Regions from separate parts of the Mus musculus genome. Here all the other regions are linked to region 1. A link is a contact called in public HiChIP or PLAC-seq and promoter capture Hi-C data. All regions are on one chromosome and are shown on one strand. Each heading gives the region's core, a stretch centred on a gene start, on an enhancer-like site or on the middle of the called end of the contact. The rest is flanking DNA. Distances are from core to core; before and after follow the strand shown. Region 1 holds the start of Ndufb1 (NADH:ubiquinone oxidoreductase subunit B1). Region 2 holds the start of Nrde2 (nrde-2 necessary for RNA interference, domain containing). Region 3 holds the start of Ttc7b (tetratricopeptide repeat domain 7B). Region 4 holds the start of Rps6ka5 (ribosomal protein S6 kinase, polypeptide 5).

What was found. Promoter capture Hi-C pulls out the DNA fragments that hold promoters and counts their contacts. HiChIP or PLAC-seq counts read pairs in DNA pulled down with a chosen protein or histone mark.
Region 2: a contact with region 1 is called in an H3K4me3 HiChIP or PLAC-seq map of pro-B cells, with 4 times the contacts expected there. The contact joins the promoter of Nrde2 here to the promoter of Ndufb1 in region 1. A contact is called at or near these places in 2 of 39 promoter capture datasets (both in liver) and 1 of 115 datasets of contacts at active chromatin or transcription factors (pro-B cells).
Region 3: a contact with region 1 is called in an H3K4me3 HiChIP or PLAC-seq map of embryonic stem cells, with 7 read pairs. The contact joins the promoter of Ttc7b here to the promoter of Ndufb1 in region 1. A contact is called at or near these places in 2 of 39 promoter capture datasets (both in liver), 2 of 115 datasets of contacts at active chromatin or transcription factors (embryonic stem cells and stem cell-derived neural progenitor cells) and 1 of 9 other capture datasets (liver).
Region 4: a promoter capture Hi-C map of liver shows a contact between it and region 1, with 4 times the contacts expected there. The contact joins the promoter of Rps6ka5 here to the promoter of Ndufb1 in region 1. A contact is called at or near these places in 9 of 39 promoter capture datasets (the 3T3-L1 cell line, the C10 cell line, fetal liver and 5 more), 1 of 484 Hi-C or Micro-C datasets (embryonic stem cells) and 2 of 115 datasets of contacts at active chromatin or transcription factors (embryonic stem cells and fibro-adipogenic progenitors).

What each region holds. Positions count from the first base shown.
Region 1 is chr12:101,974,438-101,977,114 of GRCm38.p6, reverse strand. It overlaps Ndufb1 (NADH:ubiquinone oxidoreductase subunit B1), which reads left to right and starts at 1,377. Exons shown (of 3, transcript NM_001378525.1): 1 at 1,377-1,455. Cpsf2 (cleavage and polyadenylation specific factor 2) reads right to left here and starts at 1,141. Exons shown (of 15, transcript NM_016856.3): 1 at 981-1,141.
Region 2 is chr12:100,158,331-100,161,007 of GRCm38.p6, reverse strand. It overlaps Nrde2 (nrde-2 necessary for RNA interference, domain containing), which reads left to right and starts at 1,355. Exons shown (of 14, transcript NM_001290303.1): 1 at 1,355-1,468. The coding sequence starts at 1,405.
Region 3 is chr12:100,519,470-100,522,146 of GRCm38.p6, reverse strand. Ttc7b (tetratricopeptide repeat domain 7B) reads left to right here and starts at 1,325. Exons shown (of 20, transcript NM_001033213.1): 1 at 1,325-1,576. The coding sequence starts at 1,456.
Region 4 is chr12:100,723,777-100,726,453 of GRCm38.p6, reverse strand. It overlaps Rps6ka5 (ribosomal protein S6 kinase, polypeptide 5), which reads left to right and starts at 1,334. Exons shown (of 17, transcript NM_001330702.1): 1 at 1,334-1,673. The coding sequence starts at 1,574.

The DNA of each region.
Region 1 (2,677 bases), core at 128-2,627:
AAGCTTCATTACTTAGCACAAAGGAGGCAGGAGGAGTGTTTGCCAAGGGATGATGATTGTGTCCAAAAGCGATCATCTTTGCATCTCCCAAACCAAGCACAGTGCTCGAAGCAATAGAAATAAATGTGCTGAACGCACTGAACCCACCATATCGGGAATTCCCCCAGGGCAGTGACTTCGACTACCTCTGCTTCATCTCGAATATATACCAGATACTTGCTTTCTCAAGAATGATCGTTCACGCTGAGGTCAACTAATGAGAAATACGCAAAGACGGATCTGGACTAGTCCTGGGGCTCACAGTGGGAGAAGTCTCTCTTTAATCGTTCAGGTAAAGAAAGGCTTTGAAAGGGGCAAAGGAATCGTAAAATTAAAGGGTAGAAAAGTAGGCATAGATGATGCTTAAGTTCTCCTTGTCACAGGGGCCAGAGTACTGGGGCTGGATATGGCCTGACTTCTGGTTTCCTGAAAAGTACGTAAGCAAGGAAACTAGGAATGGGATCTTGGGAAACGTGGTGATTGTGGTAGCGCCGAGAGAAGTTAATTCTATCAAGGCGTGGCATGAGCCTCTCAAGGGTCTTTGGAATTAAGGAGCTACGAAGGCACCTGCTGGCCTCGTGTTCTCTGAGCCCAAGATGGGAAAGGCAGAGATGGGGAGGCTTGGGGAGTACGGCGGTACAAGGGGAAAGAGCCCAGGCTGGACGCGGATTAACTTTTAGCTCCAGCTGATGAAAGCTCAGAGGAACTAGACAGGAGGGAGGGCAAGGAGGAAGCATAGGCGCGCCCCAACACCCCGAGGTTTCAGCCCGGGGAAAAGTCACTTCTCTTCCCCCTTGCGGAACGCTTGTTCCAGGAACCACGGAGACTGTCACAACCGAAACCGCGGGAGCGCGTCCGGGCGACACCGGGCCGACGCGGGAACCCATCCCCTTGAGGGCCTCCTCCCAACCCGAAGGCTCCTTTCCGTCTCCCGTCCTCACCTGCCAGGCCAATCTCCCCCCGGCACCGTCCGCCGCCCTTCCCAACCCCTAGTGGAACGCAGGTCGGAGAGCGAGCAGAGCTAGCGCGCGCTCAGCGGCGGAGAGCAGCCGGCAGGAGCCCCTGTGTGGTGGCCGCCATCTTGGGCCTGAGCAGAGCGGCTGAGGCGGGGACGACCCGGGCGACACCATCTGTAGGGGTGGTGACGAACCGGGTCAGGGAAGAGGACAGCGCAAAAGCTCGCAAACCTTGTCAGCCTGGATCCACGTCTTATTCAAAACGTGTCGCGATCATTCACAGCTTAAGATGTACGGGATTCGCGCGTGAGAAGGGAGAGAGAAGCGCCGGTTTGCCGACGCCACCCCCTCTCATCAGGGCTGGCGCGGCGAGTGGCAGCTCCTTAGGTCACGGCTTCCGCCGGCGCCAGTGGCCTAGCTCCCTGCGGCTGTCCTTGGTCGCCTTGTCACCAGGCTGAAGGTGGGTCTGGGGACCCCGGCGCCACCCGTGGTGGTGATGCGGGCGGGAGGGTTCTGGGGAACGCTCGCATGGAGGGGAAACAGGGTCGCCTTCGGTGACCCCTGCGCGCTGCCCGCCCCACGCCTTTTACAAAGACTGCTCTGGGGACGATCTGATGGCCTGGCTCTCGGGGGACTCGGAAGGGTTCTCAAGGATCCGACTCTTGAGCCCACAATAGGGAATGCAGCTCCTATCCAGAAGCGGGGCGCGGTCGCCCAGGCGTCTGTCTCCTCGTCCAACTCTCCTGATTGTGAAACCCGCACGTAGCCATTTGCCTTTTAAAAACAAGGCTTTCTGCTTGGTTTCCAGTCCGTGTTATGATCTCAACGGTTTCGGTTTTGCTCCATCCATTCCATATCTTAGGTGACACTTTGTAATAATTATAAAGAACTGTGGGGTCCAGTCCAACACAAGGTATTATCTCTTAAAAAGTCTACATGTGCCTGCAGTGGTGGTGGCGCATGCCTTTAATCCCAGCACTTGGAAAGCAGAGGCAGGTGGATTTCTGAGTTCAAGGCCAGGCTGGTCTACAGAGTGAGTTCCAGGGCAGCCAGGGCTTTAAAGAGAACCCCTGTCTTGAAAAACAAAACAACAAAAAAAGTCTACATGTTTCCAGCATGAATCCAGATAGAAGACTCAGCAAAATAAGACTCACAGCAGTGTCTGTTATTCTTGAAAAGGGAAAGAAACTTTAATCCCAGCACTTGGAAAGCAGAGGCAGGTGGTATTTAAGGGAAATACCTTGTGTTAGAGAAAAATATTAAGAAATATGTGGGATGTGGGGTTAGTTGTTTTTTGTTTTTAAAAAGTCTCACACACACACACATGGAGAGAGAGAGAGAGAGAGAGAGAGAGAGAGAGAGAGAGAGAGAGAGAGGCTCTGCAAAGAAGAAAAGAGAGGAGGAGTTATTTAACTGTTTACCTCCGTACACAGGAGAGAGAGTAGAACAAAAGAGCTTAAGCCTGATCAGGATACAGATTGTCTGGGGACTATGCTAATCCTGACTCTTTACCCTATACTTAAAGCAAGTTACTTTGCCACAACTAAATTTGGATTTCTTCATCTGAAAAAAAAAAAAAGCCCCAATCTTGAGACATGGTTACTTAAATCTGCAGTCTGTGGTGAGGAGTATATGAATTAGCTATGACGCAGAAACGCCTCGTCCATGTGGCCTACATCTGT
Region 2 (2,677 bases), core at 106-2,605, 1.8 Mb after region 1:
CAAAGCAGTAAAACCCTAACTAAGACAGACAGGATTTCTCAGTGTAGCCCTGGCTGTCCTGAAACTTGCTTTGTTGATCAGACTGGCCTCAAACTCACAGAGTGAGTGCCAGTGCCTCTGACTCCAGAGTGCTGAGATTAAAGGTGAGCATCATCGTGCCCTGATGCAGATATTGATTTAATCAACTGAGATAACTTCCTGTCAGGTTTGGCGGAACTTGAGATTTACAGTTGAAGACAAGTGGATTCTACTGGCCTCCTTTTTCCAAGTACTTTTAGGGACCTGAAAACTTGGACATTTATTTTGGACACACACAGTTTACATGGTACACACAGTTTACATGGTACACGGAGCTGCTTGGATAGGTTTCCATCCATTCCTTTGTTTAGATGATTAGTCACATCTCTGGGTTTAGCTTTTTTTTTTTTCTAAACTTTATTTTATTGTGGTGCCCTGTGCACTTGGAGGTCAGAAGACAACTTTGTGGAGCCTGGATGAAACTCAGGTATCCATGCTTGCTTGGTAGTACCTTTATTATTTAAGCCATTTCATTGGCTCCTGCACCCAACCTTTTTTTTTTTTTTGGTAGGGGAATCTCAAAAATACTTTATAGGTAAGTATATGCATTTATTGTCAAAGACCTTTATCTTATTGGGACTTTGTACTCTTCTGTATTCCTAGGGTATTTAAAATGACAACTTATATTTGGATCACTTACATTTTGCCGTGGAACTTGTCACATCTCACATAGAAGCTAATTTTTCATTTCTTTTCTTTCTTTTTATTGGCTTTTTTTGAGACATCGTCTCTATACAGTTCTGACTCTCATGGAAATTACTATGTAGACCAGCTGGTGTCGAACTCACAGAGATCCACTTGCCTCTACCACTGAGTGTTGGGACTTAAAAGGGGTTTGCCCCCACACCCAGTTTAAAGCCACCTTTTAAATGCTTCTTATGGGTGAAACAATTGCAATTTGTACATGTATATGTGTACGTATACATACACTCACACACACAATCTTGCAGAGGAGGAAAATGAATCTTACAGAATTTGATTACTTTGATCCAGTTTAAAGGAGGCAATGTGCTTTTACCAGAGGAGCTGAATTCCAGTTTCCACACCTTCCCCCCTCCCAACTTCCTCTTCCGGTTCCTGCTTGTCCATTGTTCAGTGAAGCCGGAGGGCACTAACTACAAGGAAACTGTTCTTCCTCAATCTCACCCTCTTCCCTCCTCCCCTCTCTACCCTTTGGGTCTCCGCACCGCCTTGCCCAGGAGTTAAGCCTTAAAGAGTGCAGGAAGAACTACATTTCCCAGAGTGCCTCGCGAGTCACCGTCCTCCAACCAGAGCTCTCCAGACGGCGCCATTTCTGAGGCAGGAGTGGTAGTGCGGCCTGTGATCATGGCGCTGTTCCCGGCTTTTGCGGACGTAAGTGAGGCCTCCGGTGATGGGGCATTCAGGAAAGGTAAGCACCCCAAAAGAGTCGAAAAAGACATCCATTAAATTAATGGCAGATTTTCGGGCCTGGGTCATGGCCTTTTTTCTTTGCTTTGTTTATCCACCTGTATCCCAGAGTTCTCCGCGGCGCTGCAAAGCCTTCTGGGTCTTGTCTGAAGTGTAGGGCCAGAGGCTCTTTCAGGCGCTACGGTGGTCAAGTAAGCGGAGGGGAAACTAAGCCTACGATGATGTCTGGCGCTAACATTACCGTATTTTTGGACTTCATTCTCCTAGAAGCTGCAATGATACAACTCCATTGCAAAAGAAACCCTCTTAAAATACTTGCAATTGTGGTTGGCGTAATTCTGATTTTTCCTTACTAAATTGTAACCGTCAACAAATTCCGAGACTGTCTATTCATTGTAGCACACTTATTAGAAACACAGGCCCAAAATATAGACGTATTCAATAAGTGTGTCAGGATTGATAATGCAACCTGTTGCATGAACGAAACTAAGTAACAACAGCAACAAATCAGTATAAGGTAGTATGCTACAAATGTCATAGATGAGCCACAGTCAACCATAAAAATGAAACGTTCAGAATTTTGGAATGGTCTTCAAGAGGATATGATTTGTATAGATAAGAATTCAGGGACCTTCAAGGGGCTGTGGAAGAGAAGCATGGGATTAGAGAACTGGGTGCGTATTTTAAATGCTAAGACAAGTGTCAGCTATAATGAAGTTAACCATGGCAGGTAAATGCAGAAAATACATCTAATACTGAAAGTGTACGGTCAAGTTGAAGGGCTGGCAGTGGTGGCATACACCATTAATTTCAGCACTTGGGAGGCAGAGGCAGGTGGATCTCTGAATTCAAGCTCAGCTTGATCTACGTAGTGAATTCTTGGACAGCCTGGGCCACAACATAGAGAGACCCTAATCTCAAAAAAGACCAAACCAAAACAAAATATAGTTAAGAAAATTAACTATATATTATTTAACTATGAGTTACTGTTCAGCTTTCTTTACGGTTGGTTTGCTTATAGGGATCCAAAAGAAGTCAGAATTCTCTCTCTCTCTCCTTTCTCTCTCTTCTTTCTCTCTGTCTTCCTTTTCTCTCTGTCTTCTCTCTCTCTCTCTCTCTGAGAGAGGGGGTGTACTGGCTGGTTTTGTGTGTCAACTTGACACAAGCTGGAGTTATCACAGAGAATGGAGCCTCCCTTGAGGAAAGGCCT
Region 3 (2,677 bases), core at 76-2,575, 1.5 Mb after region 1:
TAAACCAAGGCCTGTGAGTCTGGTCTTCATTTATCCCCAGGGCATGAGAGAAAAGCCTGCACTTGATAGCTTTGGAAAGCTGGAGGAGACACACCCAAAGAGGATGAACCTGGTGACAGGGTACTGCCCAGATGACAGCTCCATCCTCAGAGGCAGTATTGCAGAGTCCAACACCCCCACTGCCCCTGAAGCCACATTCCCTGACCAACTTTCCCAAATACTGGTCATGTCCATACTTGCAGGCCTTGCCATTGCATGCCTGACTAACATGCAGGCTCCCTATCTCACCAAGAAGAAAGACAGTCTTTCTAATGATCCAGAAGGCCGGGCATGGACTAACCCCCACCCTCCTGACATCATCTGCTCAGCTCCTTGCCTTCATTCCACCCCAGCCACTCTGGCCTTTTTCTAACTCACCAAATATAGTAAAGCCGAGGCCTTTGCTCTGCCTGTAATGATCTGCCCTCCCCACCTCCCATATCCCCCCGACTCTCATCTTTAAAACTGTCAAATATCACTTCAACACCATCCTTAACCAACCCATAACCTAATTTGCTACTTTATTTTGCTTAATTAATTCATTTCCATGAATGGGCTATGAACTTTATACCCACTTTGAAGCAAAGTTGTACCCACTTCGTTCCGTTTCCACAGCCCTAAAACACTACCTAGCTCTGTGTGGGTGACCTCTGACTCTATAGTTACTGAATAAATTACACAAGTGAAATAATGTTCAGCTTAGACACCTGCCCCTGCTCTCAGTTACAAGGTCAAGGCCTGGAAATGCCACTTATGAGTTGGTATTCTCCTCAGAGGGCAAGGGAGCTGGCATCTGGGCTTGCAGCTACACACACACACACACACACACACACACACACACACACACACACACGTCCTCCCTCACTTTCTTCCAACACACACTTAAGGAACTTCGGGCAGGTTCTGGAGGAGCATGAATCTCCACTGCTTCTGGCCACATGATGGGGACGGAGGCTACCTGGGGCAGAGGGGAGCCTGAGGAGGGGCGCAGGCCAGCACAAGCAACCTGCGATGGCAGGGCCAGCCGAGGCAGGCTCGCCCTTCACGCCCTCTCGCACTAGAAACCCCGGCCTTTGGAGCCCCAGAGCATCCTCGGGGTGGCTGCCCTGGCTTGACCCCTCACCGCTCCAGGTTCGCTCCTGAGCACCGTCCCGCGCTCCTCATTGCTGTCCGGCCTCCGCCCCGGCCCGCTGCGGCTCCGGCCCTGGCCGGCAGGGGCCGCTCCTCGCGGCGCCCGGGGCCCCGCCGCGCCCGCCGCCGCCCGCTCCCCGCCCCTTCCCCGGCCGGCGTTCCCGTTACGCCGCCGAGCCGGGAGCCGGAGCCGGAGCCCGCGGCCGCAGCGGGAGGCGGCGCGGGGCCCGGCGGCGGCGGGGCCTGCGGGGCCTGCGGGCGCGCGCCGGGCCGGCCAGGGCGGCCATGGCGACCAGGAAGGCGGGCTCGCGGCTGGAGACGGAGATCGAGCGCTGCCGCTCCGAGTGCCAATGGGAGCGGATCCCCGAGCTCGTCAAGCAGCTGTCGGCCAAGCTCATCGCCAACGGTACGCGCGGACGCACCGGGGCTTGCGGGACCGCCGCGGCCTCCGGGGCTAGGCCTGAGGCTCCGGGCGCGAGCAGGGGCGCGGCCGGGCGGCGAGGCGCAGGCCGCGCGGTGTGCGCGGGCCAGGCCCTTGGGGAACGCGGGGTCCTCCGGTCACGCGGCGTGCGGCTGGGCGGGCGGGCTGTGCCTGTCGGAGCCTTGGAGTCCTGACGTGCAGGCTGGAGAGGTTCACCGACCCCAGAGACCGGAGGCCAGCCCCGGGCTTCCAAGAAGTTGGAGCTTGTGTGTGTGTGTGCGTTTGTGTGTGTATGGAGCCCCCCGGGACATACCTGTGGGCATCTGGGGACCACCAGAGTGTGTGTGGTGTGCTCAGGGGTCCTGTGATGGAGATGTTGTGAACATATGGTAATCAAGGGCCCCAGGAGGGAGCTCAGACTTGGAGGGTGTCAGGGGTGGCATTGGCAGGTTGGGATTTGTGTCTTGAGGTCAAGACAGTTGGGTGTCAAATCTGCAGACCCAGAGAGGATAGGGTGGAGAGTACAAGGGAAACAGAGTCAGGGAGTCTGGGAGAAGGTTACTGGGCAGGAAGATGAGACTGTATTAACAATGAGGGAAATGGAGCTGATTGGATGAGGGGCCTGGTGCGCCCAGGAACCAGGATCTGACTTGGGAAACCTGGCGGCTGGACTTGGCCAATGACCCCATTTGCTGAATTGGTTCTTCCAACCCATCAAACCAAAACTGCAGCCAAAATCACATTCCAGAGCGAGACTCCACGTGGCCTTATTTGTTTTGGAAGCAAGTATGGTTAATATTTGCTTGTCTTTTCGTACGCGCCAAAACCACAGGCAGGCACTTGGAGCCTGGGCAGAGAGGGCAGAGGATTTTGTCCTCCTTCACCTCTGGCTTCCCAAGACTGTCTGAGCAGGCGTGGGACAGACAAATCACAGAGGGAATGAATGAAGGACTGACACTGCTCATTCAAGGAAGGACATGTGTACTCTTTTCAACCTTCACCCCGAACTACCCAGAAACGGACAGGGAAATCTCATAGCCTCTTTAAGGTTGGTGGTTGTTTGTGATTTTATGAAAATAGCGCCTG
Region 4 (2,677 bases), core at 85-2,584, 1.3 Mb after region 1:
GGTCACCAGCATTTGATCTCCTCTAGACCTAGGCTCACAGCTTACCTCTGTGTGAAATGTCTCCAGTTTTGTCTTACTTGCCCTTTAAATTGGCTATCCAGATTTTCTCCTTGCCCTAAAAGCCTTGAGAATAATCGTTGCCATCTGTGCCATTCTCTAATGCTTAATACTGGTTCACAGTTTTGTTTAAATTCTTTATAGTTTCCTGTGCCTGTATACAAGTTGCCCATCTCTCGAGTTCCGTTAATAGCTTTTCAGGAGCAGAAATTGAATCTTATTTTATGATTCACCACACTCTTTGAGTTTCTTAAACATGAAAAATTGGGATGAGGATGTAGTTTAACTGGTAGACTGCTCGCCTAGCATTCATAAAGCTGGAGAGTTCAATCTCCCGCATGTCATAAGCAAGGCATGGTGGCACATACTGCGAATTCCAGCACTGGGAGGTGGTGCTAGACGTACCAGGGGGTCAAGGCTAGGCTGAGCTACACTCCCCACCTCCACAAGTTATTATTTCAGATTTCTCATCCGGAGCCAGAACCTTGACTTTTTGTGTATAGGAGCTACCTGTATTTAATTTTTAAACGTAATTTAGTTTTGCCTTGTGTGAGCGATACATGCCCTTAATTAAAGCTTGTGTGGAGGTCGGAGGTCAACATGTTAGTTCTTTTTCATTATATGGGAACTGCACTGTGGTTGTCCACGTCTGGCCGCAAGCACTTTTACCCACGGAACCATCTTGCCGGCTCCTACCTGTATTTAAACACAAAATTCATTTAATTTATTTAGTGCTACAGAGAATAGTATCATTCGAAGACATGCCATCTTCCAGACAGTCACACATTTGTGGGCCGTTCCCTAGGACCCTCAGACGCGCGCGAGCGCAAACACGTGGGTGACAAGTGCTTCCCTCCAGGACCCTCCTTTGTCCACTGTGATTGGCGGACCAAGCGGTCCAATCGTCTTTCCCCGCCTCTTTCCGCAGTAGCCAATCAGAGGTCCGGAGCGCCTCCTGACTACTAGATACTGTTTACTAACAGATCGAAGCTGGGAATAAGGGGTGTGACCATTCTGGGGAGGTCAGGAGAGGGAAGGCCTGCCTGCGCGTGCGCACCAAAGCGAGTAGGTGGGGCATTCCGTGGGTCTTGCCAATCGGAGCGTTCGCGCTCCTCCCTCTCCTGCCTCCCCGCCAAGCAACAACAATTCGAGCAGCGGGGCGGGGCGGCTCCTGAAACGTCAGGACTAGCCGCCCAATGGGAACGGGCGCTGGCAGACGCGCGCGCGCTGCGCCCAATAGCGCTGGTGGCTCAGGGCTGTCTCCTGGGCTGGCTGTGGGAGGAGCGGCCTGGAGGAGGAGGTGGAGGCGCAGGGCGCGGGGTTGTGCCGTACTAGCGGTGCCCGCTGAGGGGAGGAGGCGGAGGAGCTGCACGGCCAGAGCGGGAAAGAGACTCGCCTCAGTGTCGGAGTTGTGGCGCTGCGGCAGCTCGGCTCCTGGAGCTGTGGAGAGACGGGGCGTCTGCTGTCCCATCAGGTTCCCCTAAGAGCGACCCGCGCGATCGGAAAGAGGGTGAAGATGGAGGGGGAGGGCGGCGGCAGCGGCGGCGCGGGCACCAGCGGGGACAGCGGCGACGGCGGCGAGCAGCTCCTTACTGTCAAGCACGAGCTGCGGACCGGTGAGCGACCCCGCCCTCTGCTGGCCGGGCCAGCCGCGGAGGCGCGCCTGAGAGCCGGCATGGGTGCGCGCACAGGCCAAAAGGGGCGCGGGCTGGGGGGGACGGGCCCGGGGCGGGGCTTCGCGGGCGGGGAATAGTCCGGGGGTCCTGGGAGGCTCTGGGCACGGAGAGGAAAGTTTGCTCCTGCTGGGCCCCCAGTTTCCGACCCAGCCTGGGAAGATGCCTTTATGCCCCCTTTCCTGCATAGGTGACATATCTGTCACTACACGCTGTCTCGAGGGAAAGGTACTCTTTCCCTCAAGAGGTGAGCTGTGTGGAGCTGTGTGTGATGGAGCTTGAAGCTTGAACTCACTTTACCCTGCACCTCTGCCTGGGATGGTTCAGGTGTGAGGGGAGTGTGTGTGTTTGTGTGTGTATGTATGTCTGTACCATCCCTAAGGGACAGCGATCCTGCGAGAGGGGTATTGGTTCTCGGTTAGTCTCTGGTGAAGGAAAAAGGCTTCGTGGTCCTCTGGAATTAAGTCCTTTCTCTCAGAGTTATCGTGAAGTACTATACTCTCTGAAATTTGCCAGGTCTTTTGGCAAGCAGCCTCTATAAATGTAAAGTTTTGGGTGAAAGGCTTCACTAGGCGACTTAAGTGCTTGCATCCCCTGTGCTGGAGATCAGTAAAGCTCCGTGTGCTAAGCTTTTTACTTTTGCTTTTTCATTGTGTAATTCCGGGGTTTGTTTTGGAAAATTCTTATCTGGACCAATTGGTAAAGTTTGGGTCTCCCCAGCCCCATGGAGTCAGGTCTCCCCTTACACTATCATTTCTGCATGGAGAATGTGTTAGAGTGGATCGATAGTTATTAGTGTCAGTGGTTTTAAGATTTTTGACACTTAAGTCTTTGGCACATTATATTAAGTAGACACAAATGGCAAATGGCAGGTTTCAGGTAGAAAGCGGGTCCACCTTGCTGCTGTTTGGAACAGATTGAAACAGATGGATAAAGTTAACTACAAC